Linked DNA regions of Mus musculus: region 1 is linked to region 2. Evidence: chromatin contacts called from public HiChIP or PLAC-seq data. All regions are on one chromosome and are shown on one strand. Each heading gives the region's core, a stretch centred on a gene start, on an enhancer-like site or on the middle of the called end of the contact. The rest is flanking DNA. Distances are from core to core; before and after follow the strand shown.

Evidence for each region. HiChIP or PLAC-seq counts read pairs in DNA pulled down with a chosen protein or histone mark.
Region 1: a RAD21 HiChIP or PLAC-seq map of pro-B cells shows a contact between it and region 2, with 43 times the contacts expected there. The contact joins two enhancer-like sites. A contact is called at or near these places in 2 of 39 promoter capture datasets (the HPC-7 cell line and hippocampal neurons), 2 of 15 datasets of contacts at CTCF or cohesin (large pre-B cells and pro-B cells), 44 of 484 Hi-C or Micro-C datasets (3T3-L1-derived adipocytes, the 63-12 cell line, B cells and 33 more) and 9 of 115 datasets of contacts at active chromatin or transcription factors (SST interneurons, acute myeloid leukemia, astrocytes and 5 more).

Annotation. Positions count from the first base shown.
Region 1 is chr17:51,776,547-51,779,870 of GRCm38.p6, forward strand. All of the region lies in intron 7 of Satb1 (special AT-rich sequence binding protein 1), which reads right to left. Among named protein-coding and RNA genes, the nearest start is that of Satb1, 54 kb to the right of the region's middle. Within about 2 kb of position 1,520, at least 6 of the 459 cell types and tissues checked have an H3K27ac peak or open chromatin away from gene starts, as enhancers often do. A contact at or near this core is called in pro-B cells, where this site is marked.
Region 2 is chr17:50,986,096-50,989,505 of GRCm38.p6, forward strand. The region is part of intron 3 of Tbc1d5 (TBC1 domain family, member 5); the gene reads right to left. Among named protein-coding and RNA genes, the nearest start is that of Gm31083, 110 kb to the left of the region's middle. Within about 2 kb of position 2,051, at least 2 of the 459 cell types and tissues checked have an H3K27ac peak or open chromatin away from gene starts, as enhancers often do. A contact at or near this core is called in pro-B cells, where this site is marked.

The sequences.
Region 1 (3,324 bases), core at 270-2,769, 790 kb after region 2:
TTTTAACTCTTGGAGATCCTTTCAATTTCTCATCAGTGCATCATGCTGCCTGATATACTGATACAGTACTTATTACAGATAAGAACACTGTCCCTTTAAAATACATCATTTGATTTATAAGCAGCTTCTTAAGGAGGGAAGAAATGTCCACCAAGCTCTGGGGAACTGAGTTAGTCACAAATAAATCTCACAGTTGGTCTACTGCAACCAAAGCCTGGATTTATGTCTGGACTTTCATAAGAAATGTTCCTTAAGAATTGAGGCATTTGTCCTTTTGGCCATGAGACTAACTAGTAACTGCAACTCTGTCTACTGACAACCAAACATCCTGTCAACTGACCTCAGATTCAAACAGGCAGTCAGCCATCCCACTCTTTAACCTGCACTAGGACAACTGATTAGACTATTTCTGATGTGTCTTATAAAAAGAAACAAGACACATCACACTGAAAGTCTATGCCACTGTTCCCACAAAATGTTACATACTTAAAAAACGGACAAACAAAAACTACTTGAAAACAAGGCATGATACCATGCCTGTAGTTCCAGCACCAAGAAGGCTAAAACTGTAAGATCATGCTTTTGAGGCCAGTCAGACTACACAGTAAGACCTCGTCTCAAAAACATACATACATACATGGAACAGACAAAAACATGGCTGGTAAAGCAATATATAGCAATTGCATAGGAATACATATAATATAGAAAATGTCATGAAATCCTCAAGGATAATAGTATAGTTAATTTTGTCTGTCTAACTCAATGCCTTATGCTTAAAAGTTGTTGATAAGTACTAAAGTAATTATGTGTATATAGACTGCAGAGATGAAAAAGGGAACACTAGAATATATTGAAATGGTCATTATCAGCTAAGACTACTGTTACTAAAGAACCAAGGCCATGGGCTCTTTCAGCCAAGGCACTCAGTAGTGGCTTTGCTCTGTGAAATGCCAATCTGCACAGTGTTACTAACTAGTCAGTAAATTAGAAAACAAATCAGGGCAAAAGATACCCTATAAATATTTAGGGTATAATATTTAATTTTTTTTGTACATCAGAGCACTTGATATTAGACATCTAACAATCTCAAAATGACAAAGTAATATTTTATATATGTCTATTAAGAATATTCCACAGCAGAAGTATAGTGAGTAAGCCAAACCTGTCAGAAAAAACAAAACAGAACACAGAAACATTTTCCTTCAAGTCTTGTTAACAGAAGACTCACCAGGGGTGTGGCTCAGCCAGAAGACATCACCACTTGGGTGAGAATCTGAAGTCAGCAAACCTTCCCATTTAAGCAGAGAAGCGTTGCCTCTGAGGGGCCCTTTCCCCAAATGTAACCATAGCTTTGAGTGAAGGCAGGTGTCCTGCCTGGAGTGTGCCAAGACAGTGTTCCCAACCCCAGACATTCAAGGAGCTCCATAGCAGCCAGTGGAGACAGAAAATCTACTGTTTCAGACAATCTACTGTTTCAGACAATCTACTGTTTCACAAACTTTTTTTTTTTCTTTTTGGCCCAGAGCTTTCAATGAGGGGAGTGCCCCCTGGTGGAAATGCCTGAAAAATATTGTTAGAAATCATATGATTTAGTGTTAATTTTTAAAAATGACTTAAGAGCAATGTAGAATAATCTGGATGCAAATGGCAGCTGTTAGGATGCAGGCACTAGAGTGAAAGTCTGGGTCCTGTTCCAGTTGTAGTTCGAATGGCTGATGAATTCAGTGTCTATGTGGTCCCTTTTCCCAGGTGATATAGGTCAGATATAGTGCAGTCTTGCCAGGGAAGGTTAAGGTCATTAGTATTAATTTCTCATGACTGACTGATCCAGACATCATTACCAACAATCTAGCATACTAAAGAAACAGTACGGAAAGACCACACACCCTGTCACATTACAGTACCAGCTGAGGTACCCAATTAAAGTACAGCCAATCTGTGTCCCATAGGTGCTTCAATAAAGTCACTGAACTAAATTAGGTAAAATCAGTAATCTTGTTTCTAAAAAGAAGTGAAACAAAAGACGTGCATGTTATGAAGGGGGTTCCCAACACGTCACAAATATTATTCTCACTAGAAATAAGAATCTGGCGTTCACTGGGTGGTCAGATCGTACAAATAATTAGATTTGTGTTGTATGTATGAAAACATAAAATTATTCTACTCTGTCATTACTTAGTGGCTAACGGAGAGCCCTGATGTTTTTCAATTAAAGAATACATTTACTGATAAATTCCTAAACCTTTCTATTTTACATTCCGACAAAGAGTTACACAAGTTATTACAAGTAAAATTCATTACTGATTGCAAAAGAAAGAAAACCTCCAATAAATATTATCAGTCCTTCCAAAGGCTCATTATAAATTCTTTAAAACAGCAGATAAGTTAAAGGGACGGCCAATCTGAACAAAAAGCCTGTCTGGCCTCCAGTTTGTCTCCTCTTTGAACATAATCACTGATTAAAATAGATTTTATCAGCTCTGTGGAACTTCAAAGCTCTTAGGGAAAAAAAAAAAAAAAGATTTCAGGAACCCGCCCTCCCTCCTAAGAGAAAGACAGAATATTCTCCAGGCTACTGGCCTGTTTGGTGAGTTCTTGGTCATGTGTCCAGGTGAAAGACTATTTTCAAGCTCCACCTGCTCATGGCCTCACGCCAAGCAAGCTGTAAGGAGATGCATTCATCTGTGTTCCTTGGTAGGCTCATCAAGAGCTGTCACACCAGATAATGGCACCTTTCTACCTATTATCCAACTGTGATATGGAGAGTGGACTTTTCTTAAATTACCCTGAAGAATGATAGGAAGACAGTAGTGATTTCTGTTATACTTAAAGCAGGTGAATTTCTTTCTCTCCACCACATAATTCACAGAACTCAAATTCAATAAAACATTACAGGATGGTCCATTACTGTTATCAGTTTTGAATAATCCATCTTAATTCTTTATTTTACTGGAAAATAAAGTGTGCCAAAGGCAGAAAGGAGAGAAAAGAGGTGGGGGAAGCCACTGTGCAGGATCAGAGTTAATCTCTGGGTTTTATTTAAAATTTTAAAGAAATACATCTTCTTGTATCACAGCCTTTAAATGACAGTATCAGAGAGAGGTGAATTTAAAACTGTTAAGTTTTGAAGCACTGGCGTTCACTTCTGGCCATAGATTTCCATTAAAAAGATATCACGTAGACAGAACTGAATGGATGGCATATGCTAAAAGCTACTATCTTCAGTAGCGATTAAATAACATATGCCTATCATTCAGAAAGGGAGGATTCCTTTAAACAAGTCATTATATAAATTTCACCTTAACTTTTCAGAAATGGTAGGCT
Region 2 (3,410 bases), core at 801-3,300:
GTCAAGGGCAAGAACATAAGCAACAGAAACCAAGGTTAGTTGGCATCATCATCAGAATCCAGTTCTCCCACCACAGTGAGCCCTGGATGACGCAACACACCAGAAAAGCAAGACTCTGATTTAAAATCACATCTCATGATGATGATAGAGGACTTTAAGAAGGTTTTAAATAACTCCCTTAAAGAAATACAGGAGAACACAGATAAACAGCTAGAAGCCCTTAAAGAGGAAACTCAAAAATCCCTTAAAGTATTACAGGAAAACACAACCAACAGGTGAAGGAATTGAACAAAACTATCCAGGATATAAAAATGGAAATAGAAGCAATAAGGAACCCCACAAAGGGAGACCCCCTGGAGATACCAATAGAAACAACAGAAAGCCCACATACACAAGGAAGCTGAACAACGCTCTATTCAAAGATAACTTGGTCAAGGAAGAAATAAAGAAATTAAAGACTTTTTACATGCTCTACAATGTACATAGCAGCCTTATTTATAGTATCCAGAATCTGAAAAGAATCCAGATATCCTTCAACAGAGGAATGGATGCAGAAAATGTGGTATATTTACATAATGGAATACTACTCAGCTATTAAAAACAATGACTTCATGAAATTCACAGGCAAATGGATGGATCTAGAAAATCCTGAGTGAGATAACTCAGTCACAAAGGAACACACATGGTATGCACTCACTGATAACTGGATTTTTAAAAAAAAGGATGACAAATTATTTACAAAATAAAAGCAAATGTTTATGATTATTATAGTTGTGTGTAAGCTAATTCTTTTACAACAAGGGTGAGATTACACATATAATATCTTATTTCAATTAAAATTAGTAGGATTATCATAATCTGAAATGATAAAAGAAATAGTATCTCAGTCACTAAACCTAATTTTCCTGTATTCCATGCTCTTTAAAAGCTTGCAGACACTTCGTGTGTGTCATTCCAGCACCAGCACAGAGCAAGCATTACTGCTATACCCTGACATCAGATGCTTCCTCATCTTTAGGACTAAAGATTGCAATTAGTGAGGTAAATCTCACCTACATAACTCTTGCTCATTTCAGCTGGATTCCATAAGAACAAGTATTTAAAAATCATTCAAATAAGAAAAGCTGTGGGGATTTTATTTGCTTTGTTTGTTGGTTTATTTTTGAGTGTCTCACTGTAGAGCTCAGAGGACCTAAAACTGGCTATGCAGATGAGACGCCTTCCTCTGCTAGGTTTAGTCACCACAATACCATGTCTAGCGCTTTTCTCAATAGCCATATTTTATTATAAGATGTTGCACACATTTTGTATATTTTCCATAGTTTGTAATTGTCACCTGAGAAAATGCCACATTAACTGTAATTTCCAAGGTGCAAAAGACTGTAATAAGGAAACAAAAAAGCAGATTTTCCTTCTCAAAAATATACCACATAAGGAGTGAAACTGTTTCACTAGCAATATCTGTGAAAATTTTCAGAATTTGTTACACAGGGAAAAGTCAATAAAGTTTTGAAGTGGGAAAAACAGCTTTGTCCTTTCAAGCCTACAGTTGAAATTATTACAGCAAATGTTTATGACAGGAACAAGTTCTCAATTTTAGTATAGATGTTTTAAATTCTTATTCTGGAGTAAACGACTGTTGAAAGGTTTACACACACACACACACACACACACACACACACACACACACACACACACACCAGAGTTTGTATTCCTAGAAAACTGTACATAAAGGATGCTATGTACTGTAGGAATCTTTATTAATGTGAGACATTTGGAGGCGTTACCACTGATAACCAGGAGAAAACAGACAGACAACAGAAACTCATCCTTCATTTAAACTGTGACATGCTAAGAGCGCATCTAAAGATGAGAAAACCCCAAATAAAAACTACAAGCAAATGTCATTCTATTACTAATTTGCTTTTAAATGTAGTAAAGTAAGCATTAATTTCAAAGGGAAGGAAGTAAGTGCAATGACAATATAATCTTGGAACGTATGTGTAGTGTTCCTCTAAAATATCAACAGAGGGTGCAAGAGAGTTTAATATGTTTTTAGGTGTCCTCGTAATTTGGGAATCAAGCTGTCAAACAACCAACAATAAGTGCAACAAGACTGTACAGACTGATTTTCACTCACATAGACAGATAGAAACACACACACATACCCTGCATGCACACACACAAAAAGGCTTTAAGTGTTAATATAACACAAATACTCAATTGTGTTTTAGAATACTAAATTTCCTTTTGTTTGAAAAGTAATTTAACAGCGTAAGACAATTTTCAGAATATAATTTCGATTTTAAAGGTATTTCAAAACCTAGTATACAAAGGGACATGGCGATTTTAACTCAGCTTATATAATTTAAATATGTATATGAATTATACACAAATATACAGTATAACAATCAATGTTATACAATAATTTACAATATACTCTAGTTTATATCTTTAACATCAACTCACCAATTCTTGTAGCTACAAATGTGTGAAATTTACGTATTATTATTATTATTATTATTTTTACTATTATTACTTGGTAAGCAACTTCGTAAAATAAGTAACACAAAGTAGTTTGGCTCTTCTATTGTCACTAAATGAAGTTATCAGTACTGGGGCAGAATTACATCTAACTGTGTTGTTGGCCAAAGGGGTCCCATGGAAATCCGCAAACAACTCAGGTTGTCTTCAAGGGAATAGGTGGTTGATCTGCAGACTGACAGCAAGGCTATATTGCTGAAGACAACACAAACACAAGGAGGTTCTCCTCATTGAACAAGGAGAAATTGATCTGGTGTGTCCACACAGTACCTTCACCCCTACTTTATAGGTCTTTGATATAGGAAGGTTCTCTGCACACTACCAAAGGACATATGTAAATACCAACCCAGCACAAACTCTCATCTCCAGTGGAGTCCTCCCTGGAAGAGAAAATGGTGGCACGGAGAGTGAGAGACCTTGGAACACTCAGCCCCGTGGAATGTCTCAATCAAATCTCTCCACTCAGCGCTCAGGATATCCCTCAGAAGAGAAGATAGAAAGTGTAAGAGCCAGAGGAGATGCAGGACACCAAGAAATAAGGCTCTCTAAATCAACAGGATCGAAGGTCATATGAACTCACAGAGACTAGAGACCAAGGCAGCATGCACAGAGCTGCAAGCTTTTGTATCAAGTCCGGTCTGTACACATGCATTATGGCTTCCAGTTCAGTGCTCCTATGTGATTCCTGAGTGTGGGAACGAGTGGGTCTCTGATTCTTGTGCTCTCTCCTTGAGCTCTTTCTTTTCCCTGTTGGTTTTGAACAACTCCGATATACTAGTTTTTGTTTTATGTTTTATTACATTTCCTTATGATCACAGAGAAGCCAGTCTTTCTTTTTGAGAGACAGAAAAGGAGTAGATCTAGAG